2 separate regions of the Gossypium hirsutum genome follow, and region 2 is linked to region 1. The links are chromatin contacts, called in public Hi-C maps. All regions are on one chromosome and are shown on one strand. The core of a region is the stretch at or near the end of the contact, and the rest is flanking DNA. Distances in the headings are between cores, read along the strand shown. Region 1 holds the start of LOC107896999 (BI1-like protein). Region 2 holds the start of LOC121202992 (putative ammonium transporter 1 member 5).

Evidence for each region. A called contact is a pair of places that touch in the nucleus more often than the background predicts.
Region 2: a contact with region 1 is called in a Hi-C map of leaf, with 2.2 times the contacts expected there. The contact joins the promoter of LOC121202992 here to the promoter of LOC107896999 in region 1. A contact is called at or near these places in 6 of 34 Hi-C or Micro-C datasets (hypocotyl, leaf and petal).

The regions. Positions count from the first base shown.
Region 1 is chrA10:24,807,021-24,810,155 of Gossypium_hirsutum_v2.1, reverse strand. It overlaps LOC107896999 (BI1-like protein), which reads left to right and starts at 1,431. Exons shown (of 4, transcript XM_016822329.2): 1 at 1,431-1,932; 2 at 2,711-2,824; 3 at 2,920-3,077. The coding sequence starts at 1,665.
Region 2 is chrA10:25,003,463-25,006,597 of Gossypium_hirsutum_v2.1, reverse strand. It overlaps LOC121202992 (putative ammonium transporter 1 member 5), which reads left to right and starts at 1,434. Exons shown (of 1, transcript XM_041078509.1): 1 at 1,434-1,769. The coding sequence starts at 1,434. The coding sequence ends at 1,769. LOC107896997 (ammonium transporter 1 member 1) reads left to right here and starts at 1,152. Exons shown (of 1, transcript XM_016822326.2): 1 at 1,152-3,135. The coding sequence starts at 1,857. The coding sequence ends at 2,891.

The DNA of each region.
Region 1 (3,135 bases), core at 182-2,681:
TGATATACAATAAGATTGAAAATGTGGTAAATTTTCTTGGTGAATGAGAGCTATTTTAATGTCCTCAAATGTTAGTATTTGATGTTGTGCGATTTAGTATGTTTTGGTTATGCTTTGGAATGATTTGAAGTGTTTAAAGACTTAAATTTAAGTTTTCTACAAGTTGGCAGCACAATTTTAACTCTAGGGGTCTCATGTCTTGAGACATGCTATACTTGCCTTGAGATATGGACTACTGCTTCGTGAAAATTTATGTTTTTATATTCGAAATTGATTCAAAATTTCTTGGTTTTTGTCTTGGGCACGAATTAAGCCATGCCAAAGTTTTATATATGACTTTAAACATCTAAATGTGACTTCCCTTATTTGTGGCTATCATCAATCTAGGTAAAGGTTGTTACATCAGGCTTGCAAGACAAAAAGAAGAACTATGGGGCATTAGAGTAGTTTCTTTAGGATGTTATTCAATGATTAAGTTAGTGAAGGGAAGATGATGAAAGCTTAAAAGAATATACTTTGATTCTATTGGTTATGGAAGTCTTGCCTTTTATGAAAACCTTTACCTCTTTATCACCTTTCTCTCTTTATCCTCTAGCCCCTTGTTGTTTCTATCGTTGTTGTTGTTGGGGATTTGAGGGGACTAATATGTGGTTGGCTAAGGTATGTGTTCTTAATCCGATAAGATCGTGCTCAATACATGTATGGATGGGATAAAATCAATTTATTTGAGTAACATCAAATTCAATAATCGAATTCAAGATTCCATATTAGTGCCTTTAGCTTCTTTGTTGGTTTTGTGCCATCTGAACGTTTGTAAGAGTTTGGCCCTTTTTATTGTTGTTTATCTTAAGCTTGGAGTTCGAGTTTTTTTCAAGTATAACAAACATTAAATTAAATTCTTTTGTTGAGATTAACATTTTTTTGGTACAATTTATACATTATTTATAATAGCAAATTACTAGCAACACACATTACAAGTAGATAATTATTACGACTTGAACCTATGACATGGGTTGTAGAGTGAACGCTCAGATCAATGAGTAACAACTCTAGTTTGAGAGTAACATTAAATTGTAATAAAATCTAAAAGTTATTTAAATAAGACATAATGATTTATTTGACTCTCTAAACTTTAAAAAAAAATATTTTAGCCTTCCATTTAAAGTTTTTTAACCTTAGGATTGCATTATTTGTCAAATTACTCCAAAATAAATAAAAAAATTAACATTTATTAACTCCATTGACATGACATATACGTAAATGTCACGTAAATAATTAATTAACTTTTTAAAATTTTAAAAATTCAGAAAAGTATATAAATATAATTTTGAAAAAAATTAAAAGTTATATAAAATATAAAAATATTTTTTAATATTTTAATTTTTAAAAATTAATTAATTACTAAAATCCACGTAAATCATTATGCATTTAAATAACTTAAGAACTTCCCATAAAATACATGATTTCATGATGGAATACTAGCTGCTAATAACGCGTAGATCCCACCTCAAGGCTTTTTAGATTGGTTATCTTCTCTTATGATACAATACATTATTCAGAAAGAAACAAAATTACAACAAAATTTCCCTCTGTTTCTTTCTTCTCATCTCATTTCCCTGAAAATCAAACGAGAATAAAAGAAAAGAAAAGCAGGAGAAAAAAAAATGTACAGATACGAGCGTGTGAGCAGCACGAGTGTCAGTAAGGCGGATAAGGTAGATCTAGAGTCAGGAGACACTCTGTACCCGGGACTCAGCTACGGTGAGAACCAGCTCCGATGGGGCTTTATCCGAAAGGTTTACGGCATCGTTGCGGCACAGCTAGTGTTAACCACCGTGGTCTCCGCCTTTGTGGTGTTCTCGGCTCCGGTCAACGAGCTCCTCCGTGGAAACTCTGGCATCTTGCTCTTCCTCTGTTTAGTCCCTTTCATCTGTAAAGTCCTCTCCTTTATATATTCCTTTCATTTTTCAATCTTGATTCTTTCTTTTTCCACACCTTTTGAACTTGGTAAATTTGAACTGTTATGAAAGAAATAGTACTAGTTCTTAGGCCTCCTTCTAGTTTATTAGTTCACTTTTTAAATTCTTATTATGAAGTTAATATCTTTCAAGCGTCGGTTAAGGTTAGATTCAATACGTTTGTGAATCGAGTCTTGACCTCAAATTTCAACACTAATTGCTTTTATAGTCAGCATTTTCTGCCATTTTTCTGTATAGAGTGATTCTATCTGTTCACTTTTCCGGATCCGGATGCCTTTCGTGGGGAATTTGAGGGTTTAGAATATAGATCTTTTAGCTGTCTCATTGTGTAATTTTTATGTTGTATTAGGTTTTTAATAAAGTGATCTGCACTGTTCTTAACCTAATCAAAAGCAGGAGATCTTCATGTTTGCTTTGATGGTTCGAAAGCTGATATAGTATGCCTTTTATGCCTAGATTTTAGTACTACAGTTTATAATGGCCTAGAGTTTCTTTCTTCTAATGATAAAATCAGTATGATAGATTTCCAGCTCTTGGTAGTAATGAAATCTTAGTTCTCTTTTAAGTTTTAACCTTATTTTCAGATTGATGATAGACCTGAACTAGAAAAGTCTCCCTTTCTAAATTGTTCCCGAGCATTTACTTTAAGATTTTAAAGAGCGCTGCTACATTGTTTTATCACATTACCATGCTCTATCTTAAGTCTTAACAATAAAACCTAATCCATGTAGTGTTGTGGCCCTTGCACGTCTATCACCAAAAACACCCCGTAAATCTGATCATCCTCGGCCTCTTCACCGTGTCTCTGAGTCTCACAGTTGGTGTGAGCTGCGCCAACACTGACGGTTAGTATCGTACTTGTCCCTTTTGGTTAAACAATCCTAGGTTGAGTTATAAATCTAGAATTATGCTAAACTGCTTTTTTACCAAATGATTTCAGGAAGAATTGTGCTTGAAGCACTAATTTTGACAGCATGTGTGGTTGCATCTCTTACTGGCTACACTTTCTGGGCATCTAAGAAGGGCAAGGACTTCAGCTTTCTTGGGCCAATTTTGTTCACCAGCCTTATTATTCTCATCTTAAGTGGTCTAATCCAGGTGAGATCTCTGTCACCTATCTATATAATTACTTGTAGGGATGGAAGCTGATTGGATG
Region 2 (3,135 bases), core at 185-2,684, 200 kb before region 1:
CATAGTGTGCAGGCTTCAATTGAAATAGAGCAACTCTAGGAGGCAATCAACAACAGTAAATTTGAGGATATTTTTGCGACTTATGGAGAAACACAATTAAAAGATAATTGTGCTGATAACATGTTATAAAATAAAAGACAAAGAAGAAAGAAGAAAGAGGATGGAAGAGAAAAAAAGAGAGCGTATTTTATTTATCAATCGGAATCTTTACAATATTTCTCAAAAGTCTCTATTTATAAGAATAAAAAATATAAATGAGTAAAGATTTACTTCTAATCACTATTAGAATTTAAAGTACATCAAAATTGATTTTATCTTAATAGGCATCCACTTAATAAGATATTCATAACAAAAACTTTAAAATTTACACAATTCTTATTACTAAAGATTCAATGGAATATAATTTTTACTTTGAAAAAAGGTATAATATGAAATAGAAAACAATTTAAAATGGAAAAAGAACCCACTGCCTAAAAACTAATATTTTTTTTAAAAAAATTGATTGCACAAAAATAAAAAAATATTAACTTTGGGAAGAAAACAAAATGATTAAAAATTGTAGAACAAGAAAAAATGTTAGTTTATAATTTTAAAAGTTAATTATTTTAATAAATTTAATTAAGGTTAAATTAAGATGAAGAAAATAGTAAATATAGATGAGTGTATAATAATATTTTGTTATCTTTAAAATTTAATAACGTAAAACTATTTTATTAATGTCTAAAAAATATGTCTTTTATGATAACCTAATATAAGTTATGCACTTAAAATTTATACTTCATTCACCATTATTTTAAATTATTTAAATTTAATATAACTTAACTAATTTTTAACTTTTTACCGACACGTCAAAAAGGCATTTTGATCTTTAACTAACAATAGAGAATATTAAAAATTAACAAACACACATTTTTTACATCATATTTCTACCCCTCTTTTCAAAAACATTTTTTTAATGGCAACAACGAAATCAAATTCAAGATTTGGCTAATTTGGTTTGAGGTTAAAACAAGAGAAGGAAGATGGTACTTACAGTACTTTTAATTTTGCACTCCCAAATGACAAAAACTTAGTGGCTGAACGTGAGCCATAGAAAAACTTTTAACTTTTCGTTCTTATCACAGGAAAGAGTTTTTGTACCGAATTATGAAAGTATTTGCCTCATTATATATGTTCTTCCCCAAAAATGAAAATGACAAAGTTCTTACAAGAGTGAATTTTATACCCATGCCGATGTGCAAGTGCTTGAAAGTTGAGACTGATAAAAACAAAGATCCAACCCAGTCAATTGGGATAATATATTATAATGATAATGGATACCCTACTAACATCCATTGTGCTTAATTGTTCCTCAAGTTCATGATTGAGTATTTGAGTGGATATTGCTGCCCATATTAACCATAAACATGAATTTCTCTATACCATTTTAGGCGATGGGAACTTGTTCAGCGGACCTAGCTGCGCTCCTCTGCCCCAACGCCACCGCCATTGCGGCAGCTGACTACATATGCAACAAGTTCAGTGACGCTTCCTTTGCCGTTGACAACACTTACCTTCTCTTCTCAGCTTACCTTAACTTCTTCATGCAACTTGGCTTCGCCATGCTTTGCGCTGGCTCAGTCCGTGCCAAAAACGCCATCAGCGTCATGCTCACTAACGTCCTCGACGCCGCCATCGCTGGCCTCTTCTATTACCTTTTCGGGTTTGCTTTTGCCTTTGGTTCCCCTTCCAATGGCGGTTTCATTGGTCGCCACAATTTTGGCTTATAATCCATTCCTTCATCTTCCTTTGATTAGAGCAATTTCCTTTATCATTGGGCTTTTGCTGTTTCAGCTGCCGGGATTGCTAGTGGCTCCATGGCTGAAAGAACCCAATTCGTTGCTTATCTTATCCATTCATCTTTTTTAACCGGTTTTGTTTACCCTGTTGTTTCTCATTGGTTTTGGGCGACTGATGGTTGGGCCACTGCTTTTCGAGTAGATAATGGCTTCCTCTTTGGTAGTGGGGTTATTGACTTTGCCGGTTCAGGGGTTGTTCATATGGTTGGTGGTGTAGCCGGTTTATGGGGTGCACTTATTGAAGGACCAAGGATAGGCCGCTTCGACTCTTGGGGCAGGTCAGTTGCCTTGCGTGATCATAATGCAACCCTTGTTGTTCTTGGAACTTTCATACTTTGGTTCGGTTGGTATGGGTTCAACCCCGGTTCATTTAACAAAATCTCCGGTTTGTACACCTCTGGAAACCATTATGGGCAGTGGAGTGCGGTGGGGAGAACAGCGGTGACCACCACTCTAGCCGGATGCACGTCGGCGTTGACTACCCTTTTTGGGAAATGGATCTTGACAAGTCATTGGGATGTGACCGATGTTTGCAGTGGTTTACTTGGTGGTTTTGCTGCTATCACAGCAGGCTGCTCTGTTGTTGAACCCTGGGCTGCCATTATCTGTGGCTTTGTGGCTGCATGGGTGTTGACCAGTTGCAACAATTTGGCCGAGAAAGTGAGGTACGATGATCCATTAGGAGCGGCTCAATTGCATGGTGGATGTGGGGCTTTGGGGCTAATTTTTACAGCTTTGTTTGCTTCGGAAAAGTATGTGAGGGAAGTCTACCCCAGCAGGCCGGTTCGATATGGTTTGTTTATGGGAGGTGGAGGGAGGCTGTTGGCTGCTCATATTATCCAGATTTTGGTCATTGTTGGGTGGGTGAGTGCTACAATGGGGACCCTGTTTTATTTTCTTCATAAATTTGGGCTTCTGAGGGTTTCAGCTGATGATGAAATGGCCGACATGGAGTTGACAAGGCAGGTGGGGCTCGCTTATGTTGACCATGATGAAGATGAATCACAAAAACAGGGGATTCAAATGAAGAAAATTGTTGGAACAAAAATGTGAAGAAAATTGAAAGCCTACAGTATATAATATATTCAATAAAAATATGAACATATATATTGGAAAAAATAAATCGAACTAAAAAAACATTAGGGTGCAGTGTGCAGCAGCACTTCATTCTTAAATAAAATACAAATTATATTTCTCTTGACTCCTTAAGTAAAATATTTCTTGATAAATATTTTTGAATAAATTATATTATTTATTTATTTGATTTTTTTTCCTTTTCTTAATATATTGTTTAATA